Linked DNA regions of Mus musculus: region 2 is linked to region 1. Evidence: chromatin contacts called from public Hi-C data. All regions are on one chromosome and are shown on one strand. Each heading gives the region's core, a stretch centred on a gene start, on an enhancer-like site or on the middle of the called end of the contact. The rest is flanking DNA. Distances are from core to core; before and after follow the strand shown. Region 1 overlaps Negr1 (neuronal growth regulator 1). Region 2 overlaps Negr1 (neuronal growth regulator 1).

The links. A called contact is a pair of places that touch in the nucleus more often than the background predicts.
Region 2: a contact with region 1 is called in a Hi-C map of cerebellum, with 3 times the contacts expected there. The contact joins two enhancer-like sites. A contact is called at or near these places in 11 of 484 Hi-C or Micro-C datasets (Sertoli cells, brain, cerebellar granule neurons and 7 more).

Annotation. Positions count from the first base shown.
Region 1 is chr3:156,767,775-156,775,000 of GRCm38.p6, reverse strand. All of the region lies in intron 1 of Negr1 (neuronal growth regulator 1), which reads right to left. Among named protein-coding and RNA genes, the nearest start is that of Negr1, 210 kb to the right of the region's middle. Within about 2 kb of position 2,755, at least 10 of the 459 cell types and tissues checked have an H3K27ac peak or open chromatin away from gene starts, as enhancers often do. A contact at or near this core is called in cerebellum, cerebral cortex and rod photoreceptor, where this site is marked.
Region 2 is chr3:157,105,110-157,112,335 of GRCm38.p6, reverse strand. The region is part of intron 4 of Negr1 (neuronal growth regulator 1); the gene reads right to left. Among named protein-coding and RNA genes, the nearest start is that of Gm24373, 100 kb to the left of the region's middle. Within about 2 kb of position 2,810, at least 21 of the 459 cell types and tissues checked have an H3K27ac peak or open chromatin away from gene starts, as enhancers often do. A contact at or near this core is called in cerebellum, cerebral cortex and rod photoreceptor, where this site is marked.

The sequences.
Region 1 (7,226 bases), core at 1,506-4,005:
ACTGCCAAGCTATTACCCTGCGATGATGGAGGGAGGTTTAAAAGCTCCGTTAAGGGGAAATTCCTGTTCACTTAGGACTTTGATTCTGCTGCAAGCGTTTCTATTAATGTCGCTGTGTCGTGTCTTGAGGTATAAAATGCTCATTGCAGTTTCTTCAGTACTTCAGGTGCAAGTGGATTCATAGCTCTTAAATTTTAACCACATTAGTGGCAACAATCACCTCACAATCGATTGTTTAGCTTTTATCACGTAATTGGCTGCAAGAAATCTACCAAACTTTTGATATATCAAAAATACATGGCATCTAATTGGGTTTATGAGCAGAGTAGCTTTAAAGAGCTGATATTTCCACACTCAGTTGACAGGTTTCAGAGTGTGCTGAGTGTGCTGCCTTACAAAAGACAAGACCAACTCAGTTCTCTTTATGAATTCCATTTCAAAACATTAACACAGCCACACCAGGCAGCACATCTCTGGACTGTCTCATGTCCCTAAAGTGGATGAAGCCACTCAACATCAGCTCAGCTTGATGTCATCTAAGCTGTGCTTCAATTATCCAGCATAGCTGGCTGCCCAGAGTTAGTGTTTAATTTTCATGTTTTTTTTTTTTACTTTAAATAAGAAAAAAGAACAAAATTAATTTTTTCCACTACAGGATACACATTTCAATCACTGTATGTATTTCATGAAGCTGGGATGAAACCGGATTCGTCCATGCACTTATTTTTTTCCCATGATCTAGTTGTGGGGCAGAGGGCCTCTCAAAATTTGCAAGATAGAAAAGCTGGCCTCACTTTTTATGTAAAGTTAGATTCAGAACACTCCTGTCTGGAACACTTGGCCATTGAGTACATAGTGGTCATGGCCAAAAGCACACAGGTGCACTGCCTCCATCTCTAACTGTTTTATGTCTTCCACACTCAGAAAACACCAGAAGGGGCTCTATTGTGCACGCAGGTGTGACCACCCACTGTGCTGTATAAACTGTTTTTCCTCTCAGACAAGCAGGACAGGAGTTGGAAAAAACATTTTCCAATATTTACTTCTTACCTTGTTTCTAATTAACTCACTCTGGAGATCACTGTAACTGTGTCTCTCTTTTCTTTCCCCTTCTCTTCTCCTCTCCCCTCTCTCTGGTTTTCTCTTTCTCTCTCCCCCTCCTCCCCTCTCTGTCCCTCCCCATCTCCCCATCTCTCCCCTTGTAAAAACTTATTCACCTTTCATGTTATTAGCCAAATTTTGCTTTGTGGAGAGAGCAAGCTGAGAATTGCACTTGCGGATCAGGAATCTGAATGCTAGAAGGTTGCATTTTACATAGCTGAAAAGGCCTTTGGAAAAGTCAGTATAGATATTTACCATACTGGGCCTTACTGTAGAACAAAACTAAGAAATCAGGTGAGTTACATTTTACCAACAATTTTCACAAATTACCAGGATCTAGATCTGTTCACACCCATCACCTCACTGAGCTGCACACCACTTCTGTAATTCCAAGAGAACCCCAGTCTTAGAAAAGCTGTAGCATTTGCTTAAACTCAGGCCATAAGCAGACATGGACCTCAAACCCAAGCGCTCATGGCTCCACAATGCCAGAGGTTTTCCATTGAAATATAAAGCTGAAGTAAGGATGGATGAACAGGGTAGAGACCCACTGACAGACCAGGAAGACGCGACTTGCCTCAGTCTCAGCATTCAATTAAAAACAATAATCACAGGAGGGCCCAACATGATCATGAACTCAGTGTGTACTGGGTAATTTGTTGATACTTCTTCACAAACCTCAGCTCCATTGCAATCTCCATTTTTACCCACGAGCAAAGACAAAGCCAGAAGGCAAAATACCTCGTGAAAGGTCACATGACAGTGAGCCTGTGGCATCATGAGTAGCATAATTCTCCCCTTATCACTGTGCCCCATGAGCTTCAAAAATCACACATACTTAGAAATGCCTTTGAGTGGAAGGAACCACATTACAGTAGAGAATTTTAAAGTATCAGATTCAACCCTTGTTCTTCAGGGTTCCAGAGTGGTGTGATTCACAGCAAGCCAACTACTCATGATTTCTAACTGCTGTGAGGTTTCGTGAACATGGTCAGGAGAAGCTGTGAAGAAAGCCCTGTCTCCTGCAATCTGTCTTCCCTGATAGATGCTTCCACGGCTTGTGTAACTTCTTTATACACTTAGCTTTACAGTTCAAATGCCCATAGAAAAATCAGGAGAAATCTTAATATGTGTTTAATATTTGTGAATTTCACAACTGTTCATATGGCCCTGTGCCCACCTAGGCTATGTTAGGAAAACATATATTTAAGTCACTATTAAAACAACACAAAGTAAAAACATGAAAATTTAAAATCAGGTTTTAAAGTATGTTTCGATTGTGGCATTATAATATTTAAGGACAAAGACCTAGGCATTTCTATACTGAAAACTCATTTTAGAACTCAATACCAGAAGATAAAGCCATACATAAATTGAACAATAACACGGTAATCAATGTGACTTTTTGTTATTTTTATTTCTGTACCATAATGGTGTCAAAAATGAATATAATAATAGAAAGACAATAGGAAGCTGAACAAAACAGTAAAATCAAAACCTTTAACTAGAGCTATATTATTTGTACTTATATAGGATGTTACTGAGCTTGGTGCTTTCAGTGGCAGCCACAAAACCCATTGCTCACATCCCTGCCTCCTGCAGGAGTCACTGCAGCCATAGACACCATCTGTCTACCAGTTACAGCCTTGCTGCCCTCCTCTGGGCAGAGCAGTGCTCACCCGGGCTTGGCCCACACTGTAAGTCAGGTGGCATTAGTCCTTTACCTTAAGTCCCCTCTCTACCACCTGCCTTTTAATTTTAAAAATCTTAAAAATAAAATAAAGACTGAATATGCAGATTGTAAATAGAAGTAGAAAGAGATATTTGTTACAGAAAAATGTAAAGACATTTTAAGACAATGCTTAAAAAGAATAATAGTCATATTTTATTCAGTGCTGTTAAAATCCTGGCCACTGCTAACAAGCTATTTTGTAGCTTTCTCATTTACTGTTTACAGTCTCATCAGAAAATCAATAGCATTGTTATTGTCATTTCCCAAAGGAGGAACTGTGCATGAGTCACACACCTGGTAATGGGTTCCCTAGCAGATGAACATAAACACCCGCAGAGCAGAGCCAGCGCCTCCATACCCTGCACACCCCACTGTGCTCTGCCTGCTCCTTGGAAAACTCTGGCCTTTCCATCTCTTCTCTAACTGCACAGTGGGTCTCATCTGCTGGGCCTGTTTGTTTTTGACCAACACCAGAGGGGGAAAAAACAATAGAATAAAATAATTTAAATCAACCCTTTCCTGAATTTGGGTCAGACTGCCCCCCTCTGTACCATGGGAACATCTAGAAGTAGTTCCACTGTGTGTGGCAAGAATTTTCTCCTTGTTAATTTAGCCTAGCAAAGCAAATATCAACAGAGACGGACTCTCTAGTAAATGTACATCCAGTATATAGGTTCACAAGGTCACTAATTTCATTTATTCCGTGGGTGCTACATAATTAACTGTTGTCACCTGTGTTCTGGCTGCCTCACAATGTCACAGCCACGTATTTGGTTCCTCATCATATTTTCCATCATTAGTCAATATTGATCGTATTGATCGTTTTCTATATTCTATAGCCATATACACTAAGTTTAATAAAGGAGTCTGGTAGTTAGTAGCCAGGTTTAAGTTGTTTGACATACATTTAAGCAAACGGTACCCCAAGTATATCAGAAATCTTCTGCTGTGAAGTTCCTTTTGTCTCATTGGCCCCCACAACTTCCAGCGTTCCCTGTGAGGGCAGGAGCAAGCGCCTCACACACTGGTGGGATGACCTTACCTGGCTCATGATTCAGATCAGACTCCAGTGATTGACATCTGCTTCAGTGCAGTCATAATCATCTAACTGTGGATTAATGCAGCTGAGTCTAGCACAGCAAATATCAACAGAGAAGGACTCACTAATGAATATACATCCCGCATATAGGTTCACGAGGTCCTTTCCAAGCAAAGCTCAAGTCCGTTTCATTAAAGCCTGCTGCCTCAGAGTAACTGACAAGGTCAGGGGCTACAGAGCAAGTCTGCACTCAGCCCAGATACTATGCTTGGACCAACAGGAAGATACATTGTTTCTAAACGTCTTTCACACAAGGTTACAATAGGAAAACTGTTCCTGGTCACAAAATAGCAAGGGCAAAGATGGGAGGGAACAACCTAGGGTTCTGGAAACTTAAGACCTTTTAAAATAATGCTTTCCTGGTAGGCACTGCCAGATGTCTGAAAGCAAGACACTGGGGGATCTCCACTGCCTTCTAAACACAAAGTGAAAGATATACAATGGTTTTCTTTCTGTTTGGTTGAAGTGCAGGGGATGGAGCCTCTACCTCAACTTCATTGGAGTTGTTAAACACACACTTTATACAGGACTCCATTTTCCGGTGCCAAGACTGCTGCTTGATAAATGTGTGGTCCAGGGCATGGGGGCTTGCTGACTAACAGAGAGATCACTTGTGTCTAACTTCCATATCAGTCTATGATAACTCCTGTAAAATAAGTAGAGAAGTTAAAACTAAATACATAAAGAGAAGTTAGAGAAACTTCTCCCTAAAAGGGTAACAAGAAAAGAAGATCAATGGAACCATCTTGAGGTGATACTTGGAAATGGCCAGCTTCAATGGACTGTAGAGAATGAGTCAGGGTACCAATGGGACACAGAGGGAAAAATGGAGAAAACAAACCCTGTGGTGTGCACCTGGCACAGGACTTACTGAGAGGCTGGTAAATGATACCATAACAAGTGCTTGATATGAAGGAAGGTACACTGTAGCTGTCTTCAGATGCACCAGAAGAGGGCTTCAGATCTCATTACAGCTGGTTGTGAGCCACCATGTGGTTGCTGGGATTTGAACTCTGGAACTTCAGGAGAGCAGTCAGTGCTCTTAACCATTGAGCCATCTCTCCAGTCTCCAAAAGAAGCAAGCTTCATTGTTTCCACCCAATTTTTAATTGGGGACCGTTAGTGTGTGAGGCAAACATAATAAACACTACACTACGGAGGAAGGTGAACTTTAGTCTGTGGAAACTTCCTGAAGCAAGAATAGCTCATAGGCCTGTACATTTCTGAGACTGGAAGCCATGAGGTAAACAAGGTACCAGATGGTATAAGGCATGCCACTGCTCAGAAGTCCAGACAAGACTCTCCAGCAGAAATAAAAAGCACAGCAGGAAAACAGCCATCAGAAGTCTCACACGGGAAGAAATAACATGAACAATTATGATTCTCCAGACTGTAATGATCCAGCATTAATCTACCTTGCATCTACAGTAAGAACACACTGAGCACTGGAGAGAAGAAACTGGCAAGCTTCATCTTCCCTGACACAGCTCAACACTGTGATCAAGATGGTAAGGAAGACTGTGGGGCTGTGACTCTGCAAGCCGGACGGGTGTGGAGCAGGTAAGACAGTGGCTGAGCAGTCCCGTAAGGGGAGTCTATGCTCAAGGAAGTCCTGTGGGTAAACAGAAATAACGATGATGTGCAGGGCACAGATGGGTCTGCAGCTTCACTCACATCCATAATCCTCTGATGACTGCAAGGCCTAATATTTATTCAGCTTTTACTAAAACTGATGACACTGGTATTTCCAAAGTATGTAAGAAATGTTTATCATCAGATACAAGATAGATATTATGCATTCATTAAAAAAGAGAATTCCCCACACATTCCAATGTGAAAAGGGGCAGGTCTCGGTGCATACAGATGTACAAAGCGGTATTTATGCCTTCTGTGCAGCTGAGAAGAAGACATAGAGAGATGCTCTAAACCTTCAATAATTTCAAATCTGAAAAATAATATAAAAACTGATCTAAATATCTGTGTAACATACTATTTAAAGTTACTGAGAATTATATTCTATTACATTATGTGTCTCTATTATATTACGTGTGATTTCAAGCTTCAAATGCAGCAGAAGACCCTGATTACAAAGACTTTGTCATAGCCATCACCTAAGTCCCACATCGGAGCTTGCAAAATGCTGGGGTAATGCTAGCCAGATAAACACTTGTCACAGGAGAGGAAGGGAGTCCCTGACGAGTCTGCAGAATAATGACAAGAGCCAGGATCACAGGAGAGAACTGTCCTCAGCATTCACTCAGCGCAGAGCAGCCAGTACTTAAGCTCCACTTAAATAAAAACACTTTCTTGAGTGAATTGGTGACAATAGACCCTGAGTATGAGATGGAAATGGAATAGATTCTGATTATGATGAACCTGTCAGCCTGCTGCAACCCTCAGCAGTCAGGCCGTGCAGTAAGAGCCCTGACAAGAAGTCAGAGAAAAGGGCCATCAGCTAGGAACATTCTGAAAGGAAGGAAATTGAGTGACTGTGAGTGTGTGTGTGTGTGTGTGTGTGTGTGTGTGTGTGCACACGCGTGCGCGTGCGCGCACGCGAACACGTGCACACGCCAGCTTGCATATGTGTGCTATGCACATGCATGCACATGTATGTGAGTATGTGTGTGCCTATATATGTGAGCCTATGTATGCTTATGTATATATCTGTATGTGTGTGCCTGTGCGTGCCTCTCTATTTGAGTGTATGTATGCCTCTCTTTGTGTGTGTGCCTATATATGTGAGCTTGTGAGTCTCTGTGTGTGCTTGTGTGTGTATCTGTGTGTGTGCCTGTGTATGTGAGTGTGTGAGTGCCTGTATGCCTGTGTATGTGTGTGTGTACCAGTGTGTGCCTTTGTGTCTCTGTGTGGCCATATGTGCCTTTGTATGTATGTACATGTGAGTGTGTGCTTCTGTATGTGTCTAAGTGTGTGTCCCTGTGTGAGTAAACACATTTGTGAGTGTGTGTGCCTGTGTGTGGCTGTTTGTGTGTGTCTGTGTATATGTATGTGTGTATGACTTATGTGCCAGTGTATATAGGAGTGTGTGTGCTCATTCATGCACATATATGCAAGGACTTTCAGACAATAAAAAGAATGCTTTAGCAAAATGTTCTTGCTGTATAACTTGTGATGATTATGAAAGAGAATCTTCATGGTGGAAGCTGTTAAAATAGCAGTATAAATTTGGTCAAGAATGAAATCCAGCTCGTGTTATGACAGGAAACCATCTCCAAGATAGCAATCTTACAATCTTTTATATAATATTTCTCTACTAAAGACTGTGGATGAAAGGCA
Region 2 (7,226 bases), core at 1,561-4,060, 340 kb before region 1:
CTTCCGTGCTCAATCACTGCCTGGCCGCCTTGTGCTGCACAGGTCATGAACCTTGGGCATACAATTCTGGATTGCAATATTAATAGGAAAGAAGAATTACTTCCCAGAATTTTATTATGTTCTTTTTTCCGCATCCTCACCTTATATGGTAAAAATACAAGCGATAGTTTGCTCAAGGTTGGGAAAAGTTTGCTATGGCAACATTTTTTAAAAATTTTTTTTATTAGGTATTTTCCTCATTTACATTTCCAATGCTATCCCAAAAGTCCCCCACACGCTTCCCCCACTCCCCTACCCACCCACTCCCACTTCTTGGCCCTGACGTTCCCCTGTACTGAGGCATATAAAGTTTGCATGAACAATGGGCCTCTCTTTCCAATGATGGCCAACTAGGCCATCTTCTGCTACATATGCAGCTAGAGACACGAGCTCCAGGGGGTACTGGTTAGTTCATATTGTTGTTTCACCTATAGGGTTGCAGATCCCTTTAGCTCCTTGGATACTTTCTCTAGCTCCTCCATTGGGGGCCCTGTGATCCATCCAATAGCTGACTGTGAGCATCCACTTCTGTGTTTGCTAGGTCCCGGCATAATCTCATAAGAGACAGCTCTATCAGGGTCCTTTCGATAAAATCTTGCTAGTGTATGCAATGGTGTCTGCCTTTGGCGGCTGATTATGGGATGGATCCCCGGATATGGTAGTCTCTAGATGGTCCATCTTTTTGTCTCAGCTCCAAACCTTGTCTCTGTAACTCCTTCCATGGGTGTTTTGTTCCCAATTCTAAGAAGGGGCAAAGTGTCCACACTTTAGTCTTCGTTCTTCTTGAGTTTCATGTGCTTTGTATCTTGTATCTTGGATATTCTAAGTTTCTGGGCTAATATCCACTTATCAGTGAGTACATATCATGTGAGTTCTTTTGTGATTGGGTTACCTCACTCAGGATGATGCCCTCCAGGTCAATCTATTTGCCTAGGAATTTCATAAATTCATTCTTTTTAATAGCTGAGTAGTACTCCATTGTGTAAATGTACCACATTTTCTGTATGCATTCCTCTCTTGAGGGGCATCTGGGTTTTTTCCAGTTTCTGGCTATTATAAATAAGGCTGCTATGAACATAGTGGAGCATGTGTCTTTCTTACCAGTTGGAACATCTTCTGGATATATGGCTATGGCAACATTTTTGACTATTGCTGTACTCTTAGTTATTTCAAGCATATACATACATATGTGTGGGTGTGGGTGTGTGTATGTGTGTGTGTGAGAGAGACAGAGAGAGAGACACAGAGAGAGAGACAGAGAGACAGAGATGAACACACATATAAATGAATATGCATAGTGTACGATGACAGTGAATCTTAGCAGAATTTAATTTTCTCCTGTGTCATTTTCTCTGGTCTGGATGGATGGGTGGTTTTGGGCAGGCATAACATCTCTTCCAAGAAACGAGAAGCCCTGGTAACCCCCAACAGACTCCACATGGAAATTGATCACAACACTCATCACTCAGGAAGATCCACCAGAAGTACTCAGAACTAATGGATATCCTCCAGGTAAGATGGGCCTCAGGTGAGACATCAGGATGCTGGTCACTCTGTCTCTCTTACACTAGAATGCAACAAGATAACCTAAGACAGAACACATGGTGACAGAGGGATTTGGAGAATCTTTCTTACATCTGTTATCATTGACCAGAGGTAGGGGATAACTCCAGCAAGATGGCTTATGTGGCTACAGCTGCATCCTGGAGAGGACAGGGACATTTCAACATGAATCCAGAGCTTTAGATGGTGGCCAAAGAAAGCAATTCCTAGACAAGGGAAATGATTTTGAACTTATAACATGGCCACTGATACATTAATATTTTATTAGTAATAATTATTATAAAATTTATCATGTATTATTACAACATAATTTCATTTATTAATTTAAAGGGTTCTTAATAATAATAGTTATTATTATTATAGAAACAGGCTGTGGCTAATTTAATTGAGGCACTAGTTAGTTATGGCTATGGTGTTCAATCATGAGCAGAAATAATTATTACTTTCAGAATATGTTGGTTTCAACCATGTCATGTTAGTGTAAGGAAATAGTATATAACAGAAGTCTGCACTGTGAGCCTCTGTGGACAGGCTACTTTTGACTGAGTTCACGCTCTTCATGAGCTCTATCCTGTTGGAAGTCTATGCTAAAGAGTTCCTTTCTGAGTCATTTTCTGCCTTTAGAATCGGTTAGGTGCCCTGCTGCTTAGCTCAGCTTTTGAAAGCTGTCTTCTTTTTCTAACCATGGCCCATTAGCCTAGCTATGGGAGCGAGTTCCAGAAGTTTGATCCTGTGAGAGTGCCCTGAAATTATAGAATCTTCACTAGGGAGTAGCATCCTCATGTGTCAACTGGATGCAGTGAACACCCAGGTTACACTTGAGGACTTTGCCCTGGGCCGATAGACAGAATGCCCTGTTGCCATTTCCCTCAGGTCCTCTGCAATGTGCCCCTCATTGTCTCTTTACAATGAATGCCACTGTTTCCAGAAACAAATGAAACAAAAGACAGGGCCTGAATGTCAGATAGAACCCAACCTTATTGGCATCTTAAATGCACAAAGTGTTCATATCTTGACTATAAACATAAATGACCTGCCTCTGAGTGGTATGGACACCCAGCACATAGCACCCTGTTGTGCACTGATGCACTTGTAGGAAATGAGTCTGTTGGGCTGCCTGCATTTCTCCAAGGAGAGAAGTGCTTACATACAGGCCTGACTACCTAGGTACCATTTCTACATCCCACAAGGGGGCAGGAGAGAACTGACTCTTAAAGTTGTGCTCTGATCTTTATGTGCCAGCACAGCACAGCACAGCACAGCACAGCACAGCACAGCACAGCACAGCACAGCACAGCACACACACACACACACACACACACACACACACACACACACACACACACTAAAATGAATGCACTTTTAAAAATCAAAACCAGATTTTTATGCCATGGCTTCTTCAAATGTTATCTGCAAAGTATGAGCTAAAATGATCCTTTATAAAGTTTTTGCTTTGCAGGAATGGAGGCCTGATCTCAGCCCTTCCAATCTCCCTGCTGAGAAGACAGAATAGGAGGCTCCCAAGGGGCTTTCTGTAAGCACCTGAGAGTAAGCGCTGAGCTCAAGACCTCAATGGGAGCTCTTGTCTCAAAAAACAAGAAAGCCAGCTACTGAGGAGTGATGCCTGGGGTTGACCTCTGGCCTCTACATTCACATGAACCCACTTTGTGTGCATTTATACACATCTACATAAAAATAAGTTATAACAAGTTAAGTTAAAAATATAAGCCATACATATGTGTGGCAGCACACATATATTCACAGATTAAGGTATATATGCACACTTCTAATATCTATGTGGAAAAACAATGAAGGGCTTTTCCATTCCAATGAAAAATGGCATTTAACATATCCCACAGGTTTTTCTTGAGATAAAGAAATATGTAGTCAGCTGGCACTGTCTCCATTCACAGATGTTTATGACTTTCTTAGAATGCTTTAGGGTCTAAAATATCTTATAAATCATCTTGGCCAAGAAATAGTTTTGTTCAGAAAATTCAATTTAAGGCAAAAAAAAAAAAAAAAAAAAGATTGGTTTCTAAGTCACCTGACTATAGGGTAGAAGAAAGTGGTTCAACTCCCTTAAGCTGCATATACAGGGATACACAGATCTTGTTTTCCTTAAATTAAGATCAGTGCTGTTCTAGAAACATAACTGGAGAATGAAACTTTATGCATATGAAACCCAATATTCTTTATGAGAGCAAAGAGTTCTGTTTATTCATCTCTGTCCTCTCATTTTAAAGATGGCAAAACTGAGTTTCAGAGAAGGCAAGTGATTCATCCAGGAGACAATGGAGTCTACTCAACCTTGAAAGGCTTCAAGCATTCAGCATTCAGCTGGAGTTGGAGGCTTGCCTTCTAATTCTGCTTTCTCTGCCTGGAGAAGATGGAGCGGAGCACTCTGTGGCTCAGTGTCTACTGCGCAGTCTCACTGTCCAACCCAGGAGCAGTGTCTGGATTTCCACTGAAAACTTCTGATGCACATGCAGAAATGCACAAATGCATGGGCATCCCACTATCTATTTTCACAGGCATTTCCCTGTTTTGTTTTGTTTTCACATGGTGTTTTGTGTAGCTCAGGTTTCAGACCCACTATCTACCTGAGGGTGGTCTTGAATTCCTGACATTCCTTCCTCCACCTTCTGAGTGTGAGGGTCGATGTGTACTTGGCACTGGGGAGCCAGACCCAGGGTTTTGCATATGCTACTCAAGTATTCTACAAACTGAGGCCTGTGTACAGCCCCCCCCCACATGTTTTTAATAATTCTATGAGCATGATTTTTCCTATTTATCATCAAATAAGCAGGTTTGGAAATATTCTGTTTTCTCTCTTGCACTCGCTACTGTGTATCTCAGCCACACCAAGATTCCGTTATTATAAACAGTTATTAAAAATGCTCTCTTTCTACTGTTATATAAGCACATACATACATATTTATATGTATGCATGTTCAAGAACTGTGAAAGACATCCTGTATCATTTTAATTGATGCAAATAAAAATAAAATGATATATTTTATTAATCAAACATGAGATTCTTAGAAAATAATATCTAGAATGTTTTGTAAATACAGAAAACAACCTTTCATGTTAAAATGAGTCATGAATTATATTAGGGTTTGCACAATTATTATGGTTACTCAGGATTATTTTCAGAAGACAATTTTGCAACTCAGGTTATGAGGGTTAAAAGTATATCTCTGATGACACATAGATTCCAATCAGATGTAGACTGATGTGTGCCAAAGAGCGATGAATAAGGTTGGTATGGATTTGTATAAGCAAATTGGAGGTGACTTCCCACACAATGAAATAGCCTTGTAAATTCTAGTACTTACACAGACACAAAAAGCACTGTTTAGCCACTAAAAAGAATGTTGATCTGTGAACAGGCTACAAATGGCATCCATGTAAACAAGGTACCAAGCCTTATACATAGATGTGTAGGGCCATAGATTCTAAAAATGCTTATAGGAATTTTTTGGGGCAAATAATCTTTTTCTCTTCACCCTCTGGTTGCTAGGATGGACAACAAACTTACATGACCTAAGAAGTGAGCCTATATACATGGCAGGAGAGGCTTTTCCCCCAGCAGTTTCCTGCTCCAGTCAGTCTGACCATTGGCTGGGAATTGGGTAATTTCTTCTTCCAAGACCCTCAGTCTCCACTTCTGAAATCAATTGGCTTGGTACAAAGGACTCTGAATTTTACCTGGGTAACATTCTCTTTTTGTTGTTTGTGTGTTTGCTTTTGATCTTTTTCTTTTTGAGACAGGGTTTCTCTGCTGTCCTGGAACTCACTCTTTATACCTGGCTGGCCTCAAACCCAGAAATCTGCTTGCCTCTGTCTCCCAAGTGCTGGATTAAAGGCCTGTGCCACCACTGCCTGGCCCTGGGTAACATTCTTAATTCTATCTGCCTATTAAAACTACAATGTACTATTTAAAGAGTCATGTTGAGGGTTATACACACTCCATACAAGGCATGAAACACAGCTATTAAACATGAAGATAGGGATGGGTAGAACTAGAGAATAGTGTGCTCTTAAATTCAGTACTTTAAGGATTTGTGTATGAGCTCATTGATGTGATGGTGTGTGTGCAAATGTATTTAGAAGCCAGAGATCAACCTCAAGTGTCAGTCATCAGTTTCTACCCACCTTTTCTTTAAGGCAAGGTCTTTCATTGGCCTGACACTTGTTGAATAATCAGTGCCAAGGATCCTCCTAATCTTGTCATTACATAGACATGCTACATGCCCAGCTCTTCGTGGATCTGGTGTTCAAGACCGGGTTCTTTATGCTCGGGTAACAAGCACTTAGCAGACTGGGTGATATCCCCATTAAAAACAAATACACAGTTACATAGCACGAAATCCTTGTTTCCCTCTTCCTTGGTCATTGATGGGGAAACTCTAAATTGCAGAGTCAGCCCATGTAAAATGCTAAGATGATCAACAGAAATGTCAGCGACCCTGAATAACAGGATCTGCGATTATCAGGGTTTTCTGGTATTGACTGGAATTAAGAGCTTGCACTATTTATGGTGAAATGACTCCAGACAGATGGGGAAGTTGGATCAAATGGAGTCAGAAGTTTGGATTCTAATTAGATCCAGCTGTTCTGCACACACCAGCTCTTTATCTTCAGAACTTAGAACTAGTAGGAACGAGTATCACATTTTAAAACTCAGTTTGAACCTGTCAACATGGAATTACAGAAATAACAAATCTTGAAATGTAGCCTGTGTCTGCCTTATTACAAAAGAACCCGTGTTTTTATCACGGTTAGGGAGTAAAGGTCAAACAAGCTTTCTGCTTCATGAAGGTTTCTTTTTTTTTCTTTTGAGCTTTGAATATTTCAAAAAAACAAACTTTGAACAACGGGGGCTTTGTTTTTAAAGGTCTATTTCCCTCAGCTTTGATTGAAGTAAATGTCCTCTTATCATGTGTTCTCTAAAACAAAATCATATTTGGTGTAGGGAAGAAAGGCCATTTAAAGAGTGGATCTCAGCTAATGGCAGCTGTGTGTGCTCAGGGTGGTTCTTAATGATTCAAGGCATTCTCTGCTTAATATCTTTATTTAGGGAACTAGAGTGATAATTAGGTAAGAAATGACTTTGTTCCTCCAAGGGAAATATTAACATTGTTTAGATAATGCATTCTTAACTTGATCTTAAAAATACTTCCCCCCAAACAAACAGAAACTCATAACTTATCTTTATCTGTTTTCTTTATTGAGATATTTCAATCCCCGCACAGTGCCTCAGAAACCCATAAGGTATCTTTATCTGTTTTCTTTATTGAGATATGTCAGTTCCCACACAATGCCTGGCCCACGGTTGGTATTAAAATATCTTTGGGATGACAAAGAATGTGAAATATAAGACTAGGTTTTTGTTGAGGAATTAATTTGGGACAAATATTTACAGTAAAAGAGAAATGCCTGACCTCCTTATAGGGATAAAATTCACTAGAGTTTGAGTCTTTCCATCTGCACGGCCCAAACCAACTAAGTTCTCTCAGTCATCTCACCTCTCACAAAGTTAGCTTACCCTTCACATGACCTCAGCAAAGTTATTGATTCTTTTGAACAGGGTTGTTTTAAGGCCTGCATAAGAAATG